Regions from separate parts of the Mus musculus genome. Here region 2 is linked to region 1. The links are chromatin contacts, called in public Hi-C maps. All regions are on one chromosome and are shown on one strand. Each heading gives the region's core, a stretch centred on a gene start, on an enhancer-like site or on the middle of the called end of the contact. The rest is flanking DNA. Distances are from core to core; before and after follow the strand shown. Region 1 has its middle 140 kb from the start of Psd3. Region 2 overlaps Sh2d4a (SH2 domain containing 4A).

Region 1 (5,618 bases), core at 2,599-5,098:
GAGGAAATGGCCGAGCAGCCTCAGCCACAGCAGATGAAAACTTCCTTCCTTTTCATCCAGCTGCAGCCCCCACCAACCCAAGCTACCCAAACTCTCCCCGCCCCTTCTCCAGCAACCGCAGTCGCAACAGCAGCCCCAGGGGGCCTGGAGGAGGGACACATTTTCCCAAGTCCCAGAGCAAGCTTCTTCTCTGCTCCCTGGAACTTCAGATGTACGCAGGGCTTAGCTCCATCGCCTTCGAGTCTCCTGCCCGGGGAAGGCCCTGGAACACTGAGACCAGCTGCTTTCGATTGCTACTCACTGAAGGAAAAGAAGGAAGAAACAGAGAAATCTCAGAATCTGCATGTAAAGAGGAGTGGGGTTTGTGGATCCCCACATAGTAGGCGTTGCCTGGTCCCTGCTTCTAGGAAACTTGGCCTACCACAACAACTGCCATGTAGGCTTGCTAGCCCAGCTCCTACACTGAATGATAGAAACAGCAGTCCTTCCATAGGCTGGAAGCACCGGCCAGTCATTTCTGCCCACGGGGACCTGTGGGATATGGACCCAGAAGCCAGGAATGCCATCGAATTCTCAGTTCCACAAAGCACCCTGTCCTATGCAGCTGACAGGGGCAAAAGGGCACTCCAGAGGAGAGGGACTGTAAACCAAGAGGTACTCCCAAAGAACTGTGAAGAAGACATAGGTACCACAGTGCTGGCAACAAGGGCACAGCTCTTCAGATATTGCCCCACCATTCAGATCAGCCAGAGTTGCCTGGCCCCACCTGCTGCTGTGCCTCTCAAGGTAAGAACCTGGGATTCTCTAGATTTTGGAGACAGGGCACAGAATGGAAATTCTGACTCTGTGCCACTCTTGTAGGTCACCTGTACCTCAGGAACGGAGGTGCCTATCCGCTACAGTACTCTTTTGGCTCTTCCCAGCCATTGATAGCATCCTGTGCTAAAGCAGACAATGGATATCAGTTTCTCAAGATTTTTGCCTAGGAAGGTTGAGTAAGGGAGGGCATACTTTATAAGACAGGAGCAGAAGGAACTACAAGGAGGTTCACAGACAGGGGATGGTGGTGGGGAGAGGAGCCAGCCATTATACTAGCTGTTTTCTCACGTCTGCTAATTCTCATAGCCATTCTCAGAAATTGGGGTTGGAATTTCTAGTTTCAGATATGAGAATTAAGGTGTGGCTAAGCTGAAATCCTCTCCCTCCTTTCAAAAAAAAAAAAGACTAAAAGCAACCCCTGTTTTTAAGGTCTTGCTGAGGAAAATGGGGAGGGGGCTTCCGTGGGGAGTGGTGTTTTTCAGAACTGAAGCACAGCCTTGGAACACTGATCCCCTTAAACATATGACGTTTAGAGCCCACATTCACCTGCCTTCGGTCCCTGGCACCAGGTGGATGATCAGTCCTGGACACGAGTCTGTGTCTCCATCAGGAAGTGAGAGGTGGCCCCATGCGGTATCCAGGGTACCTTTGGGCCCTTGTAGGCTCTCCTCTTGATCATACCCATGCTGTGATGTATAAGTTCCTGCATCTCTGGACCACCCTTCCCATTATGCTATCTCATGATGTCCATCCTCTTCAGTGAGTTCAAGTGCATCACTTGAAAGATGGGTGAACAGAATTTAAAAGGTTTTTGTTTTGTTTTTTTTCCGTTTCCCAGTGGTGTGGTTGTCTTGTTATACTGTACATTTGGAAAGTGTGGATTGGGTAAAACTGAGTCTCTATGTGAGGATTAGTGGCATGAGCTAGAAGAAAGGTGTGCTGTCTGTAGAGGGCGGACATGAAAGGAACTGTCAGGGAAGCCATAGGAGAGTTCCATGAAATTCACAGTAGCCTTCTGAGAGCTGGGAGGTGGCCAGCTCCATCTGGATCCTGTGCCTGTCTCCTGACTGCTTTTGCACACGACCTGCCTTATCGTTGCTCTTTCAGTCAGAGAGCCTACAAAGTCACAATTAAGGATGAGTCCAAGTTCTCTGTGGGCAGAAGCAACTGGAGCATACTTCCTTAAGAAATAGCTCACATTCCATTTAAGTTTTTATATCTCTCTTCCTGCAGGGATTTAGCAGACAGGACATTTGTGCATCCGAGCCCAATCTCTGGATATAGGGTCACACAGCAGTTATCTATGGACTTTGATTCTGTTCACCGCTGATTTTCTTCCCTCTGGTCTTTGGAACATAGGCCCAAGCTTAGGATCTGTGGCCAGTTCTCTGGGGAAAAGTGCTTTGGAAGTTGGCCCAAAAATGTGGGCCAGCAGTAGAAGTCTTATTTTCGATTCCTTAGTGAATGGACCCCCACCCCCACCCAGATATTTGACCTACCTAAACTAAATGTATGGAATTCCTAGGGGGAATGGATATCTCAAGTCTAAGTCCTAACTGTAAGAAAACCATCAGAATAGAGCCTCAGTTTCCCCTATCTTGAAAGCAACAGTATCCCTTGTTTTGTAGTTGTTATACACAGACATTTCTGTTCTCAAGTACCTGTCTTCATTTTTTAAAATCTTGTGGCACTAAGCATTGAACCAAAGGTCTTTCCCATGCTGGACAAGTACCATATCACTGACTTACAGCCCTAACAGTAGATCTGTCTTGAGGGGAAGAAGAGGAAAGTCAAGACAAATGTGACATTAAGGAAGACTAGAGAAGGGATGGAGTGTAGGCAGTGTGTTTCCAGAGTCCAGTCAGAGAATGGGACTACGAAAGCTTATCAGAGGAATTGTGAAATCCATTCCTTCAGATCTACAAATCCCTTAAAGGCTTTACAAGTGTCATTAGTCAGGTGGTCCAGCCTCAGGCTATGTGTTTGGTGGTGGTAGTTGTTATTGTTGTATTGCTTGTTTGTTTGTTTGTTTGTTTAAATCAACAAAGATAGTTTTTCCTATGTCCAACCCTGGTTATCCCTCATCACCCACAATATGAAATATTCTGCGAAGTGCTTAGTATTTTCATGTTTGAGAATTTACCTTTATGAACGTACAAAAACTGATTTAAGCAATTTCTTGTTCAGTCAACTACAAAAGGTAAGACCCTGATGACTCACAGTGGGATCTTATAATTGATGTAGTAAAGAAGAATACAACAATTACATCTCAGGTGATTACATATAGTAAAGTCCTCTCATTCCTATGTGCATGTTGAAGAGTTGAGGTCCTTGTGTCAACTTTCCCAGGGAAAACAAATTGCATATCAAGAATAAGAAGTTTGCAGTAGTACAAACAGCCAAATAGATTCTCTTGAGGTTTCAGCCCCCAGGCTCTAGAGTGAATGTTGGCATGCATCCTCTGACTATAAGGAATGAGTGCAGCTAATCAAGTCACCTGGATCGTCAGTTGTAGGATGACTGGGAACTAGTAAAAAGAAGTTAGTTCTAGTCCTCTCACTCTGTGACCTAGACAGCTTCCATGTGCTATTCTCCCTGCTATGAGAGCATTCCCAAATCCTAGATAAGAGACGATGCTTTGAGGATTGATTAGCAGTTTGGTAGGGCCCACAGCTAGGATTTGGTAGCTTAGGACTGTCAAGTCATCTACCCAGAGTCCAGGTTTCCCTTAGCCTTGTTTCCTGACCTCTACAGCTGGAGATATTCTAGTGGAAGGTAACCTGATATGTCCTACAGCCTTTGATTGACAACATACTAATTTCTGTGGTGGGAGAGTGGGTGAAGAGCTGAGAACTATCGAATCTAACTGAGCATTGCATCACTCAGCACCACCAGCTGTCTGGGTCAGGAGAAGGTGGGACTGTGGCTCATGGTGATGCCGGCAGAGTTCCTTCACATGCCCGTGGCTATTCTGGAAGAGTAAATTAGGAAAAGTCCAGAGTCTATGCCAGAGCCTGCCCTCACCTTGCCTTCTACTCCATGTTATACTGCCCCTTAGTGGAGGACAAGGAACTGTGCACATTACACCCAAGCTTGGGGCTAAAGACACCAAAGGATAACAGACATTATTCCCAAGAGGGTATGGGAAAACCAACAACTCAATAATCATTTCTAGAGTTTGCAGGTATATAAAAATTAGTATTCGTATCTTACACGTCGTATTCTAAAATAGCAGTGACTATGTGTAAGTACAAAATTCTGTCCCCCAAATACCATTTACAAACCCCACAAAAGGTCATCTAAGTTCAAGTTTCTCAAAAACCAGAACTCTCTGGGGCTTGTTGTTTTGTTTTTGTTTTTGTCTTTGTCTTTGTGTTTTCTCCCTTGCTCTCGCACAATAGGAACTCAATTCCAATCAGCTTTCTGAGTTTTCTTTGCCAGCTTCTAGGAGGGTTCATGGTTTAGGAAACAGCATGTGGATAAGCAAGACAGACATGGGAATAATAGAGGTTTAACCAGCACATTCCAATGACAGAAACAGAAGGCAGGAGATTTTCTAATAGTCAGAGCCTGTCATAGGAGACTACAGGAAATAGTTTTAACTCTGTACTTTTATATCATTAGTCCTTGAAATGAAACCAATGTTTCAACTACAAGTGTATAAAGCACACTAGATTTTTGGTAGAAAGTTTTTAATCAGATAAAAGGTAATATGTGCTGGAATCCAAGAGATTAAGAAAAGGAGTAAAACCTAAATTTTAAAAGCTCTGGTTCTGTCAATAAAGCTAGCTCATGTCCTGGGCTCTCTGTGGGCTTTGCAACTCTGTGGTAACTATGAATCCATGAATCTGGAAAGAGAAGAGAAAGTGCTTCATGAGATAAAAAACCAACACAATTTCACTTCATCTAGTACACCTTATTTGTCTCTAAAGATTCATTATCCTCTCAGATAACTACATTGTATAAAAGTTCCCTACAGAAAGGGCATACCTTTCTATGGGAACACTGTGGCTCCAGTGTGGAGCTAAAAGTTGTGTGGAGCCTCAGTTCCCATCACAGAATGGCAGGGCCTGTGTTGCCAGCTGTCAGATCCTACACTGATGTTTCTTTTTCTGACCAGATTTTAGCTAGAATGAAATCACTTTGAAGACCGACCCCTGAGCCTTGGACTATTTAATGCCCCAGGAAATTGTCATTTCCCTTCTCTGAGAAGTATTCCTTCCTTCCTCAAGCTTGGTTCATTTTTCTGGCCTGTCATAAGTTTAGAGACTGTTCTACCCATGAAATGGTACCGTAGATTATGCTGTCTCTATTTTAATCTACCTTGGTGATTAATGCTGAATTTTAAGAAGGAATTTGAACAGAGAGAAAGCACGCACAAGTGCTCATATAGAAATGTTAGCAGTGACAGAGCTAACTGTGCAGTGGAGCATCCCTTTTAGAAGATTCCGGTGTGCAGAAGACAGTGTTGATTCGATTGCAAGGTTTATTTTTAGTCCATTTCATGCTACATTGATTTTGACAAAGATGTCATGATTTATTACTTGAATAAATAACGGTTGAGATAGCAGAATGGGTTTCAACTTTCCCTCCTTCGTATCTCCATGACAACACACTCTCTTCCTCACTTCCTTTGACATTCACACAAAGTTCTTTGGATGGTTGTACGAATGCTATCATCTGTAGAGTAATTACACAAACCTCAGTGTTTCAGTCTACCTACAGGAAGCAACGGGCAGAATACCCAGGGCTATCTTATAGCTGTGTGTCCCTGTTACATGGGGAAAAGCAACCAGACT
Region 2 (6,151 bases), core at 3,242-5,741, 230 kb before region 1:
GATCAGGGCCAGAACTGGAGAGGCACTCTGCTAGAACTAATGGATGGTCTATGAATCATTCTTCAACCATACTTGAGATTGAGGTAAGCACAGTGCTGCTGGTAGCTCCCTCTACCTCAGTTCGTGCACCTTCCAGGTCTACAACCAATCTCAGCCTCCAATCTAAAACCTACAAGAAGCAGCTGTCCTGTAGCCTCCCCCAGCCTTGAGCAGGCTGTCTCAGACCTGTTCTGCCCCTGTGACAGAGACCACCTAGGGTGGAGTCTTCTGACCTTGATAGGTCTGTGGTTCTGCCACCTGTGCCATTTCCTCCAAGACTCCCTCTAACTGCTGAGAGGCTGAACCTGTTCTCCTGACAAAACGAGATCCTGGCGTGGTGGGGGATGGGACCCCCCCCCCATTTATAAGCTCAGACTCTTAAATAAACTTTGGGCCTTGATCAGTATCTTTGTCTTGGTCTCGTTATTTCTCTCGCCATTTTCTCCCATGCAGCCCCAGCCTCCCTTTCAGGAACCCAGTTCGTGTAGCTGCAGGTGGCTACATTGTCCACTGGGGCCTCAAAGGCCATTTGAAATGCATTTAAAATTTTGAAATAAAGACAAAACAAAACATAGGATATCACCCAAATTAAATTTAAACCATACCTGAAGGAGGTTTTTTTGTTTATTTATTTTTTATATAGACCCCTGCAACTGATCACAAGCAGAGCCATATACCAGATGACGCTCACTGTGTGTTCATGGGGGCGGGGGGGTGGATCAGGAATAGCCAGAGTAGTATGGGTAAGAAGCTTGTGCAGATCTCTGTCACACCATTTGAGAAAGACCTCCAAGGAGAGGGTTGTTGTGGTATGGCTGTTTGGCTGTTGTGGTATAGTGCTAGGGTGGGGATGTTACTAGGATTTTGACTTGGTGGGAAGTTTTTGAAGTGGAGCAACTTTTCAGTGGAGGAATATACACAGCTGATGTAGATGGATTTGTGCAATAGACCAAATCTGCCCCATTAGCACAGGTGATTCTTGACACCACCTGACCTAACAGAGAGACAGGTGAGCATATTCCAAATTCATAAGTTCCCTTCCTAATCAAAAAAGGAGATGTTAAGGTAGGGGGTTGATTAGGAATTTCTATACCACTTGGTCAATTGACAACTACCAATTCGGAGATAAAAGATGGCTACCTTGAGGTTAAAATAACTAGGAAAATATCCCTCCCTTTCTATGCCATTTCAAACTCATGCTAACTGATCCACTTCTCCTTAGGTCAAGTAGCTGGTGGCACACGCCTTTAATCCCAGCACTTGAGAGGCAGAGGCAGGCAGATTTCTGAGTTCGAGGCCACCCTGGTCTACAGAGTGAGTTCCAGTATAGCCAGGGCTATACAGAGAAACCCTGTCTTGAAAAACCAAAAAAAAAAAAAAAAAAAAAAAAAAAAAAAACCACATTATTAATTATATCCTCAGCACTTTCCCTTGTCCCCTTAAAATAGTTCCTCAAACTCCAGGAAAGTGGCCATTATGATGCACGGCCCATTGGTTACATAAGCTGAGTTAATAAAGAAACCCTCACAAGGAGTGGGCACACTTATGAGAGCTTTTGTTGTGTTGGGCACTTAACTTTTTTCTAATCTTTGGAGCCCAAGTGACTTCAGTAACTCATTTTAGAAGTAAGAGTTCATTCAGGTATAGCAAAATGCTTGTTTCTATGATTACACATGGCTAATTGATGATAGAGTCAAGACACAACCCCAAGCCTGCTGGGCTTTCCTTCTGTTATGTCAAGCTACTTCATTGTCCAACAATACATTTTTATCATATGTTAAGGGAAAAATTCATCCTGTAAGGCCCTTGATAGTTTTTAATCTTGAGCAACAGAGGTAAGCCTCTGCACAGAGAGGCAAATTATTCACCATCCTGCACACTAACTTCAAGTGTGACTGTAGAGTGTCACAGAAGAGCATAGAACTAACATGGCAGGAAATCCAGTCTCCCCATCCACACAGTGAGAGATGAGCAGCTCTCTCCTAAGACACAGCAAAAAGAAAGGATGGATGGAATGAGAAGACTGTGAAAATAGATATGGAAGGAAAAACAGAGCATGGCTTATAGATATTCCTCAAGAACAGGAATGAACAATCTAAACAAAAATATTAAAGATGTAGTTAGGGAAAAGCTCCAATTAAGAAGGGGAAAGCTGAACTCTAAGACATGCACACATAATGCATTCTGAATACAATCATTTACTTTGTTCTCCACAAAACCTGAAGCAAGGAAGTTTCAAGGATATATGCATGCTATTATATAAATATCTACTGTGTATCCTAAACTCAAAATAGTGAAAGCCACAGACTACATATGTGAGAGGGCCACAGATATGCCCAGATTCTAGTGCACTGAAAGGGATACCTATATAGAAACAAGACACTGCAACCATTTAGGCCACAAAGCATTACTTACTGTCCTCTGCTTCAGTTCCTGCCTTGACTTCTTTCAGCAATTGATTATTATTTGGATGTGTAAACAAAGTAAATCTTTTTCTCCTCCAAGTTGCTTTTGGTCTTGGTGTTATCGCACCAATAGAAAGCAGACTAGAATAATGACTAGTGGTCTCTTTGGTCATTTTTGGTCTTGATTGTTCCGGTGTTCTTCCTTAGCCTGGATAAGATTTGACTAACACTTCTTGGCCTGGCTTGCCATGTCCATAAAAGTCTGAGATGTCTGTAGCCTGGAGTTTCCAGACTCTTACTGGCAAGAATCGCTGGGCCCGTGGTGGTACACCCTTTAATCCCAGCACTTGGGAGGCAGAGGCAGGCGGATTTCTGAGTTCAAGGCCAGCCTGGTCTACAAAGTGAGTTCCAGGACAGCCAGGGCTATACAGAGAAACCCTGTCTTGAAAAAAAAAAAAAAAGAAAGAAAGAAAGAAGGAAAGAAAAAGGAAAAGAAAGAGAAAGAAAGAAGGAAAGAAAGAAAGAAAGAAAGAAAGAAAGAAAGGAAGGAAGGAAGAAAGGAAGAAAGAAAGAAAGAGAGAAAGAAAGAAAGAAAGAAAGAAAGAAAGAAAGAAAGAAAGAAAGAAAGAAGCAAACAAACAAGAATCAATGTGGGCAGGGACTAGCACTTGGCTTCAGCCCAACACACAAGTGTCCCTCAGAATTTCAAATATTCCTCCTGGCCATTGTATCACTGAGCACTAGACAGTTTATTCCTCTGCATGTTTAGAACCTGTAAGATAAAACACTACAGAAGTCAAGGGTACTCCTCTTGGTAATATATCAGGTTAACTGGATTGAGATGTTTCTTAATCTTCTTTCAGTCGCTAAACACAGATACATTTGGACACAGCCATAATTATTGCCTACAATACAATTTTAGGCAGAGGATGATGCTGGTATCTCAAATGTCTTCAAAATTATCAGTGATTAAAGGATACTTTTGACTTATTCCACTGAGTAACAGAACGCAGATCTGTATGCTTTCAGAGCTAGAGGAACAATAAAGGTCCTTCAGTTAAAAGACCATTCCTGTGCAGTAAAACTGAGGATTGAATAGTGTGGTGGTTGACTGTGCTTGGCCCATGGTCTTATTGGAATAGGTGTGGTCTTGTTGGAGGAAGTGTGTCACTATGCGGGTGGGCTTTGAGGCTTCTATGCTCAGGCTCTGCCAAATAAGGAATGAGAGCTTCCTCTCTGACTTACTGTGGAGGAAAGTGCCCTTCTGCCAGTGATTCCTGCCATGATGATAATAGACTGCACCTCTGAAACTGTAAGCCAGCCCCAGTAAAGTGTTGTCCTTTATAAGAGTTGCCATCGTCATGATGTCTCTTCACAGAAGTGAAGAAACCCAAACTAAGACGGATAGTGTGATGCTTCATCTTGTCAATTTGATTGGATTTAGGTTCGCTGTGGGAAAACACCTCTGGATATGCTTGTGAAAGTGTTTCCAGAAGGAATTAGCCAAAGAGGGAAACCCTACCCTGAATGTGGGCAATGCTATTCCATGGGCTGGGATCGCAGACTGAATAAAAAGGAGAGAGCTGTCATCTCTCTCTACTTCCTAAATATGGGTTCTATGTGACTAGCTGCCGCACCACCTCCCACGGTCCCTTCCCATGTGATGGACCACGAGTTCACACCATGAGCCAAAGTCAACCCTTCCTTCCTTAAGTTGCTTTTGTCAGGTACTTTTGTCACTGCAGTGAGGAAAGTAACTAACATAGTTAGGTAAAGTGCCTATTCAAAATAATTAGGGAAAAGTGGAGAGAGATGGGAACAGCTCAGAGATTCTGAGCCATGTTACAACAAAGTGAAATGGCAGAGACTCATAGAAATTTAACAATACAATGGAATATTTCAAGAAGCAATTGACTGAGTGCACATTAGCCTCTACTTTGGTACACTGTGTTTGGAATGAGTGAGTCACACAAAGGACAGACTGCAGTGCCATCTACATTAGTTAAAAGACAAAGTAAAAAGAAATGCTTAGCTATGGGCAAAGTAACTTCCTCCCAGGCAAAAGTGACTCACAGATGCCCTCCCTGCTCAGCAGAGGTTGGCCTCCCCTCACTGAGGCTGGTCTAGGAATGGATTTAGAGGTTTTGATTTAAGGATGATGCAGGTAGGAGATTACTTGCTGAATAAATCTGTGTCCCAGGGCTAGCCAGCATTACTCGGGGTCTTATTCCTATATCCTACTTTTATTTCCTCTTGAGGGTGCACACTGTGCAGCAAGAAACAAATCCATGCAACTCGTGCAGGACACATGGTTACATAAACTATTGCACTAGTTTTCTGAGGCTGCTGTAAAAAGTTGCCATCTATTCGGTGATTTCGAGGTTTATTATCTCACATTTCTAAATCCCTGAAGGCTTAAATAAAGATGCAAATGAACAAAGCCATGCTTCCTAATAGAGTCCTAGGGAGAGTCTGGGCCTGGGCCGTACTGCCTTTCATAATCCCCGCCATACCCTGCCCTACACCACTCTACTCTCTGTTTCTGTGGTCCTTTAACCTCCATCCTCATGTTTGTCTTTTTTCTTTATCTTTCTCCCTTATACAGATGCAACTCATTAGATTTGGAGCCTATCTTACTTATCTTTTCTGCACAGATCCTATTTCTCTATCAGTTCATACTCAGATACAGAAGGGTCAGGACTTCATGTATATTTGGTGTGGGACACAATTCATCCCTCAATAGGTGGTATCCAAACCACTCACTTATTCAGTTCTTCTCTTGGAATCAGGACCACACAAGTCCTTACATGGCCACGCACAGTATCTTTTATATTTACTTTCAGATGGGGGGGGGGGGGAGTAGAGAAGAATGAAGAAACAAACCCTAAGATTACTCACGCGTCTTAGTTAGGGTTTCCAATGCTGTGAAGAGACACCATGACCAAGGCAACTCTTTAAAGAAAAACATTTAATTGGGGCTGGCTTACAGCTTCAGAGTTTCAGTCCTTTATAATCAAGGCAGGAGCGCGGCATTTTCCAGACAGGAATGGCAGAGGAGGAGCTGAGAGTTCTGCATCTTCTTCCGAAGGGAACCAGAAGACTGAATCTCTCAGGCAGCTAGGAGGAGGGTCTCAAAGCCCACCCCCACAGTGACACACTTCTTCCAACAAAGCCACACCTCCTCCAACAAGGCCACACCTCCTAATACTACCACTCCCTGTGGGCCAAGCATATTCAAACCATCACACTCAGGGTTACTGTCACAATAAAACCTTTGGTTGGTTGGTTGGTTTTTTTCATATGTGGTAAGTCTCTCATCTCAAGTTTTGAAACTTGTCTTTCAATTTACACTTGGGTCTTTCTCTTCTGTCTTCTATAACCTCACTCCAACAGACACAGAAAGGGTGGTCTTTTGAAGATAATCTCATCCCTCAGTGGGGACATTTTTCCACCATTCTAAAAGCAAGATAAAAATTTATACACACAGAATACTGAGACCTTTGAGTGAATAACAAAAAGGGAGTGTGTAGATCATGAAATTGTTCACTTGTTCTTTTAAAATAACATCTTAATTGCTAAAAAGATTTCAGTGTACCCTTGTCCTTTTTATCTTATATACATCATCATGGTCATATCCTTCAAGGTCCTATCCTTCATATTAGGATGTTGCAAATGTGGGTACCTTCCCCCTTTTCCTTTCAGAATGA

What was found. A called contact is a pair of places that touch in the nucleus more often than the background predicts.
Region 2: a contact with region 1 is called in a Hi-C map of bone marrow-derived macrophages, with 2.9 times the contacts expected there. The contact joins two enhancer-like sites. A contact is called at or near these places in 9 of 484 Hi-C or Micro-C datasets (B cells, the HPC-7 cell line, adipose-derived mesenchymal stem cells and 6 more), 1 of 115 datasets of contacts at active chromatin or transcription factors (bone marrow-derived dendritic cells) and 1 of 9 other capture datasets (embryonic stem cells).

The regions. Positions count from the first base shown.
Region 1 is chr8:68,115,916-68,121,533 of GRCm38.p6, reverse strand. It overlaps a transcript of Psd3 not described here. Among named protein-coding and RNA genes, the nearest start is that of Psd3, 140 kb to the right of the region's middle. Within about 2 kb of position 3,848, at least 22 of the 459 cell types and tissues checked have an H3K27ac peak or open chromatin away from gene starts, as enhancers often do. A contact at or near this core is called in bone marrow-derived macrophages, where this site is marked.
Region 2 is chr8:68,346,946-68,353,096 of GRCm38.p6, reverse strand. It overlaps Sh2d4a (SH2 domain containing 4A), which reads right to left. Exons shown (of 9, transcript NM_028182.1): 9 at 5,393-6,151. Among named protein-coding and RNA genes, the nearest start is that of 1700125H03Rik, 18 kb to the left of the region's middle. Within about 2 kb of position 4,491, at least 6 of the 459 cell types and tissues checked have an H3K27ac peak or open chromatin away from gene starts, as enhancers often do. A contact at or near this core is called in bone marrow-derived macrophages, where this site is marked.